Regions from separate parts of the Mus musculus genome. Here region 1 is linked to region 2. Evidence: chromatin contacts called from public Hi-C data. All regions are on one chromosome and are shown on one strand. The core of a region is the stretch at or near the end of the contact, and the rest is flanking DNA. Distances in the headings are between cores, read along the strand shown.

What was found. Hi-C and Micro-C count contacts between places; a contact is called where the count stands out from the background.
Region 1: a Hi-C map of uterus shows a contact between it and region 2, with 2.5 times the contacts expected there. The contact joins the promoter of Ephb2 here to the enhancer-like site in region 2. A contact is called at or near these places in 13 of 39 promoter capture datasets (the 3T3-L1 cell line, the HPC-7 cell line, cranial neural crest and 6 more), 23 of 484 Hi-C or Micro-C datasets (the G1E-ER4 cell line, LSK cells, adipose-derived mesenchymal stem cells and 10 more), 20 of 115 datasets of contacts at active chromatin or transcription factors (the HPC-7 cell line, the NIH/3T3 cell line, bone marrow-derived dendritic cells and 12 more) and 4 of 9 other capture datasets (adipose tissue, embryonic stem cells, embryonic tail and 1 more).

Annotation. Positions count from the first base shown.
Region 1 is chr4:136,834,440-136,838,437 of GRCm38.p6, forward strand. It overlaps Ephb2 (Eph receptor B2), which reads right to left and starts at 1,573. Exons shown (of 16, transcript NM_010142.4): 1 at 1,331-1,573. The coding sequence starts at 1,391. Gm31536 (a long non-coding RNA gene) reads left to right here and starts at 1,496. Exons shown (of 5, transcript XR_881502.3): 1 at 1,496-3,447.
Region 2 is chr4:136,759,746-136,763,560 of GRCm38.p6, forward strand. All of the region lies in intron 3 of Ephb2 (Eph receptor B2), which reads right to left. Among named protein-coding and RNA genes, the nearest start is that of Gm52708, 38 kb to the right of the region's middle. Within about 2 kb of position 2,191, at least 34 of the 459 cell types and tissues checked have an H3K27ac peak or open chromatin away from gene starts, as enhancers often do. A contact at or near this core is called in the HPC-7 cell line, embryonic limb bud, embryonic tail and 1 more, where this site is marked.

The sequences.
Region 1 (3,998 bases), core at 323-2,822, 74 kb after region 2:
ACCCAAGAATAGGGCACTCTGTGTCTCACCCCTCAAGCCCTCGGTGGCACACTCCTAGAACGGGTCACCTTCTTTAGGGGTAAGAAAACCCAGCCAGTTGTTTGAAAGACCTCAGACTCAGGGCCTATTTTTATCACCCAATGGCTAGGGCTGAGACAGGATTTTTCTGAACCCGCGGTTTCCCTATTTGCTAAAAACCAGTAAAAATTCGACCCATCTGGCTTCCCGGAAGACTTCTGAAGGATTCAACACAGATTGTCGGCCGGCAAGCACTTTGCAAAGAAGGCTTCAAGTACCTTGTCAACCGTGCAGCACGCTGTAAACCACGGAGAGCAAAGTACTTCATAAACTGAAGCGACTGGCAAACTGTAGAGCACAGTACACGTGAGAACCATTATTAGGATTCACGCCTGGTCCTTCCAGCCCGGCCATTCCTGGTGGACACACCCAGACCCCCACTAACAACTTTTCCTCCAAAGCCAGCGAGCTGCGACCACCTGGCAGCCACTCCCGCCCCCGGGGGGTCGGGTGGTACCACAGCGCGAGGCCTCGGGGAGAGGCCCAGAGACCCAGGCCAAGGCCAACAACACATGGCAAAGCATCTGGTCCGGTCTCTGACGGCAGCTGGAGAGTTCTCGGGGCTCCAGACTCCACGCTGAGCTCTGTCGCCCACGGGGCGGTGGCCCGCGGAGGTACCCGGAGAACCCGGCGCGCAAGAGTGATGCCCATCGCCCCATCCCCCGCTCAGTCCTGCTGGGGAGGGGACCCCATTGTACGCCGCGAGCGACCGGGCGGGCACGGACGCGAGGGTGGGGGACACGCGCGCTTCGCTCCACTCCACGGGTGCCCCTGCTCTTCGGGTGGCCCAGGCTGCATCCAAGGGGGCGCGGCCAGGGATCCCCAATCCTTGGCGCGGCCGCGGTGCCTCCCTCGGAACGCTCCCTGCCAAACTTTGCAGCACCCACTGCGCGCCGGGCCCGCGCCCCTGAGCTCGGTGCCGAGGCATTGCCGGGCTCTGCGGGGATGCGGGGACCTCGGTGGCGGGCGCGCAGTGGTAAGACCCCCCAGCCCTGGGCGGCGCTCACCCGGCTGGCTACAAAGCCTCGGCAAGATGGTCCCTTCGCCTCCTCCTGGCACAGTCAATCAGCGCCCGCCGCTCGCCCGGGCGCCCGCGGGGCCCCGCGTCTTTCCCAGCGGTGGCCGCCGGCCACACCTCCCCGCGGCCACCTGCGCCCGGCACCGGCCCCCGGGCAAACTTTGCGACCGCGGGGCCGAGTGAGGGGGCGACCCGGGGCCGAGGCGGCCGCTCCCCGCCCCCATCCCCGCTCACCTTCCACGGCGGCTAGCAGCGGCAGCAGCAGCAGCGCGGCCCCCAGCCTGCGCACGGCCATTGCTGCGCTGCCCGGAGCCTCCGGCCGCGGCGCCGCGGGGACCCCCGGGCTGGAGCGCGCGCCCCGGGCTCGGGGGGCCGGCGGGGAGCGGCGGGGCGCGGCGCACACACACACGAGCCGCCGCCGCCGCGCAGCCAGCAGAATGAGCCATCCAGCCCGGGCAGAACGGGGACCCGGGCTCCGCCAGCGCTGGGCACGGCCCACCTGAGCCGCGGGCGTGGGGGGAGCCGGGGTTGGACTGCCAATCCTGTGCCTCTGCCCGGTGCACCCACGGGTTGCACCACGCCCGAGTCATGATCTTCTAAATCTTTTGAGTCCCTTCGGATGGGGCAGCAACCGTGTTGGAGCATCGTGACCCCACTCACCCGGGTGTCCGGGACCCCGGAATCCCCCCCGCGCAGCAGTGGTCTCTCCCGGCGCTGTGGCTCCTCCAGATAAAGCAGCGATTTCAGCCCAAATGTTTCTCAATTTTTATTGAATGCTGCAAAGCCGAGATCGTCTGGCGCGGCTGACAGGAGCAGAGAGAGGGGACCCGGGGCGGGGGGGCGGAGAACGAGGAAGGGGCTGCCCAAAGCCGGGGGACTGGCCCTACCTGTCAGGACTGGGAGTGCCACCCCCTTGCCTGAGCCCTGCCACCCGCGTCCCTGCGGCTTCGAAAGGGACTGAACTGCAATGAATGAGGGGGGGAAAGAGGGGGGAGCTGGGAACAAAACAGGCGGCTTTCCCAGGCTCTAGGGTTGGGCTGGGGCCTCTGCCTGGGAGAGTGGGCCTTGGCGCTCGCCCGCGGGCCCGGGGTTCTCTCTGGCAGGAGTGGCGGGCCCTGGCAGGCAGACCCCGGGCCTTCCCTCCTTGCCTTGTTGTCTTGCGCGAGCCCACCGGCCCCTCCCCGCGGACCTTCCCAGCCGCACATTGTATTTCTCCTCTGTTGATCTGGTTCCCGGTGCAGTTTGCGAGCAGGGGTGTGGAGGAGGCCCGGGGGTGGGGGGTGCCTAGCGACAGCCCCTACTCCACCCCTCGGTGGAATGGACCTGTCTGGGCTGCTCGGTTTTGTGCATAGCTGTCCCTTCGGGGAGGACACAACCCCTTGTTCCATTTCTGCGGGCCCAGCCTGCTCTGACAGCCTTCATCACCATCATCATTAGCGGGCTTGCTGAGACCGGTGGTGGGAGGACTGGAGGGATCCTGCGGGAACCACCCAGGCAGGGCCCCTAGCCTTTGGGACCCGCGCTCCTGAAAACACACTTAGCCAACAGCACTGGCCATGATCATTGCAGTGGGTGGAAGAATGCTTTAGAGAGACAAGCTGTTAAAAGTCCAGTGCAGACCTCTCCAGTCCCTTTGTCCCACAAACTAACAAAACGTCCCAGAGATGTCTTCCCTTCAAGGCCCATCAGACAGACTGTCCTGAGACACCAACTGAGGTTTGGAAATTTGGGGCACCCTTTGAAGCATTGAGAGTCCATCAGAAATGAACCTCAGCCTGGGAGGCCACCTGGAAATGGTGGGCCTCGAAGGTTGCAAAGGAGGCAGAACAGAAGTGAGCCGGGGAGAATAGAAGACAACAGGGAAGATCACCCTCTCTGCCAACACCTTCCACTCCGTGTTGCCTGCAGACTCCTGCCTGGGGTAGAAGTTAATTGGGTGCCCTGGCTTTTTTTTTTTTTTCTCTGTTTCTCCTCATCAGACAAACCAAGGGGCTTAGGATTTGGTGGACTCTGAGCCTTTTCTCCTCCATCCCTGGTGTATACAGGTGGCCCCTCCCCATTTCCAGAAACATTTATGGGCCATCTATTACATCCTGGGTGGATTCAGCTCTGCTTTCTTTCTATCCCCTGGGGACCCTTGTCACCATCCACCCACCCCTAGCAATTGCTTCCTTCTTGATTTAAAATCCTTTTTGATTCAAAATACAAATACTAGATTTTAGCATCCTTTGAGAACCCGGGTACCAGGGATGAGGCTCGGGGCTGTTCACGTTTCCAGATTTTCCTCTCCTCCATTGTCACAACTCTGGTGGCAGGTGCAGGCCATCTCAGGTGATGAGACTGAGGACCAGGTAAGTCATCTGCTCAAGGCCAAATAGCGCATCGGAGCTAGGATTCAAGCAGTGTCTGACACCCACACTCATCCCTTGGGCCTTGCATAGGTCCATAGAACACGTTTATTCAGTTAGCCAACTTCCCACAGTCACTGAAAACCTTATCATTAATTGATAGCAGTCTGGACTTTTACCTGGCCAAACGCAAAAAAAAAAAAAAAAAAAAATCACTGTAGCAATAAACAAAGCCCCGTATCTTCCCCATCCCGTTCTCCCTCCGTGTTGTATGATTCCCCATTTGAGATCCTATAGAAAGGCTGAGTCTTGTCAGCCATCCAAGGCCTTCCTCTCTGCTCTCTTGGCAACTGCCTTCGACTCCGCCTTTGTCCCAGCCAAACCCTATCCAGCTTTCTCTGCTCTGTGACCAGGATTCCACCTCATCAACCCCTTACTAAGTGCCTTCACTAACTTTGGCCTCTTCGGGACTGACACCCATTTGCTTAGGATTTTCCGGAAAGATGATCACGGGTTCCCTTGCTGGGGCCTGGGGATAGTTTGATTATCTTCAG
Region 2 (3,815 bases), core at 941-3,440:
GCTGCTCTTCCAGGGGACCTGAGTTTGATTCCCAGCACCCACATGGCAGCCCACAGCCATCTGTAACTTCAGTGCCAGGGGATCTAGTGCCCTCCACAAGCACTGCATATGCATGGCACACAAACATACACATAAAATAAATATATTTAAAAAAATCATCAGTGTGTGTGTGTGTGTGTGTGTGTGTGTGTGTGTGTGTGTGTGTACCAGGCCAAGGGTTGGTGAGCACTTGACCAATGTCTGTTAAGTTCTTTTTTTTTTTATTTTTATTTTTATTGTATATAAGTACACTGAGCTGTCTTCAGACACTCCAGAAGAGGGAGTTGATCATTATGGATGGTTGTGAGCCACCATGTGGTTGCTGGGATTTGAACTTCGGACCTTCGGAAGAGCAGTCGGGTGCTCTTACTCACTGAGCCATCTCACCAGCCCTGTTAAGTTCTTCCAGGGCCTTCAATCCGCACCTCACAGAGTCCATGAGAGAGACAGACTTGGGAGGACCATGGGATGAAGGGTCTGGGCTCTGTGTAAGCCAAGCTGGCTTAGAACTCACAATCCTGCCTCAGCTTTCCAAGTTGAAGGCGCAGGGCACTTGGGTGTCAATGCGTACAAGCTACACAGCTGGTGAGCAGAATAGTTGTCTCCGATTCCTGTGGTCTGGGGCAGTGGGACAAAGGAACAAGAGACTATGCTCGTGTGGTATTCAATGGGACTGAAATGGGGGTGGGTATGGCTATGAGGTTGGGGTGACAGTCATGTTACCACGGCCAGAAAATACCCCTGGGATCACAGCAGCCATAATGAAAGGGGGCTCGGCAGAGCAGCCATCGCCCAGAGCTATTAGAAGCTAGGTGTCTCCAGACCAGCCCACCCTTCAGAGGGACCCCCAGCCACAGGCCAGTTCAGTTGTTTGGGGGATTATCCATAGACTGCCAATTCTACCCTCAGACCTTCACATAGACACAAGGACTCTGGGTGTGAGAAGCCTCACTAAGCTGGAGACAGTCTTCCTCCTACCCAGTCACAGTCCTTCTTGGGCCTTGGGGGAGCTCTGGGATTCAAGCCCCTAAGAGGGAGCACAATAGAGTGGGGTGCTCCATGCTGGACACCATAGAGATGCCAAGATGCTAGGAACACCCAGGCCAGGGAGGCTGCCTGCTGTGTTTGAGTCCCAGCTCTGACCTCACGAAGTGTCCAGCAATTTGACTTCGGTTTTCCTGTCTCCAAAATGGCAAAAAGCAAGCACGTGGGCATCATTAAGATCAAAGCATCTCATAGGGTACGGGTTGATGACTCAGAGCGCCCCCAGGCTCTGCCGCAGCCAGGCGGGTGTCAGGAAATAAACACAGTGCACATGGGATTCGTGTGACCACAGTGCAGAGAAAGCACCGGGCAGGCACAGTGAGGAAGTTTTACCAGGACCCCAGCAGGCTCTGTACCTGGAAGGCAGTGAGCTTGCTGAGCCCCGCTTCCACCGAGCAAGCCTAGAACAGATCAAGTTGGTATCTGGGCACTTTTGTGAGTCTGCTAACAAGGACTTAACGGTATCGTACACTGACCCTCATTCCAGGTGGATTTGGGGTGAGGAAAGGGACTCCCCCAAACCTTAGTTGAAGTCTGTCTTTAAAAAAAAATCACATGTATTTATTTACTTAATAACTTGGTGTGTGTATACATGTACCCAGGATTGCGTGCCAGGGGACATGCCGGGAAGTGGGAGGACAACTTGTGGGAGTCTGTTCTCTCCTTCCACTACCTGGGTCCTGGGGATCGAACTCACGTCCTTAGCCTTGGTGGCAAGCACCTTTACCTACTGAGCTTTCTTGTTAACCCAGATCAAGTCTCTTATGGCAATTCCTATTCCTTCTCTGGGCATCAGTTCCTTCTGTGAGGTTTAAAATTTATACCTGGAGGCTTGGGGTGAGAGGATGGAGGGTGGGCGGGATACAGTAAGGATTGAACTCGAAGACAAAGGCCCCTAGGGAGGGGGCACCCCAACAGGGTGGGGCGGAGGCCAGTACAGGCCAGTGGGCCCAGAGCCAGCTGCTACGGAGCAATGAAAATCTCTTAACCACACAGCATTGTTAACGGCTCCCAAATCCTGTTGTACCACAGGCTTAGAAAGGCTTAAACTGTTAAATGCATAAACTTCCTCAATAAACGGGGGCCTCTCTCGCCAGATCCCAGGCCCGGCCAGATGAAAAGGCACTGGGCCGGAGGGAAGGGAATGTCTCCAGCAGTTTATGAGCCTGCTGCACTGTGGAGGAGGCAGCCTGGCCCAAACCTGTCACCCCGGTGCTGTCTGGGTCAGGGGCAGCTTCGTGAGGTCGAAAGGATAAGAGAACATGGCTCCGATTCCAGCCAGCCTGAGCCAAGGCTGCCCGACCCATCATGCGTATGTCATCTTAGACAGCTGCAGAACTCCTCTGAACCTCAGAGTCTTTTTCTTTAAAATTGAAGCAACCCACAGGGAGGAGAGGGGTCAGCAAGAGACACCACCGGTGCGGAAGAAATGAGATGTGGGAGGTCATGAGATCATAGCTCTGAGACTGTTGCCCACATGGGGTCCCACGGTGGCCCCGTCTCTGCTTCCAAATCTGATGGGAAGTTTAGCAAGGGGTCTGGGCGGGAGAGGGGCACTGGGTAAGTATTGGTACTGTTGGCTGAAGGCCTGAAGTAGTTTCTCTGGCTAAAGACTAGCCAAGACAGTGTGTGTGTGTGTGTGTGTGTGTGTGTGTGTGTGTGTGTGTGTGAGAGAGAGAGAGAGAGAGAGAGAGAGAGAGAGAGAGAGAGAGAGAGAGAGAGAGAGAGAGAGAGAGAGGTCTTGTGACCATCTGGAGGGCTTCCCCCAACCCGTAGGATCATTTCTACCCACCACTCTCTGAACTGGAAGAAATGGCCCACCATGGCCTCCTCCACCTGGAAGTCTTCCTGGTTGCTCTTTTCCCAGAAGTCCTACATCCTAAACCCTTTATCTCCACCCTCAGCACTCACTTACCCAGCTCTTCCCTTTCCCCCAAACCAGGAGCTCTAGGGTCACAGGAGGTGGGGGACTGGATCAGGTCTAACACCCCTCTTTCTCAGTTTAGAGAGCTGAAATCCCTCCCTTCACATCCTGCTGGCTGCTCTCCATAGACTCTTGAGGGTGGAGGCTCCACAACCAGGGAGATGACATGGGTCACAGTTATAAAGGGGAGTCTAGGGGACAGGGAAGTGGCCTAAGCATGAGGACCTAAGTTAGGACAAGGAGCACTCATGTCAGAAGCCAGGTGAGGAGGTTTGTGCCCATAACCTCAGTGCTAGGGAGGGGAAGACAGGAAGGTTCCTGGGCTTGTGGACCAAACCAGTCCAGCCCATCACTGAGAAACACTGGCTCAAAAAATAGAGAGCAGTTGAAGAAACCGCTGATCTCTGGTTTCCGCGTGTATGCACAGGTGTGCATGGGTACCAGGACACACACACACACACACACACACACACACACACACACACACACATATACCCTACCAAGAAAAAAGCTGGTGTTCAGAAGGCTAAGATGGTAGATAGACTGGTGGACCCGAGAGTGGACAGGAAAAGGAAGTACAGGAAGTTGATTGTCCAGACTCTAAGAGCGAGGGCCTGAACAACTTTCAAGTGCTGGCCAGGATCCCTGCCCCATCTAATCCATCCAGGCTCTCCCCACTCCCTAAAGGCTGGGCTGTGTGGTCCTGGTTTGAGCTGAGTCTAGAGGTCTGCAGAGGTCACCCATGACCCTACCCCCTTCCCCCAGCATTCCAACCCCACCCCATCTCCCCTCCTACCAAGCCAACGAG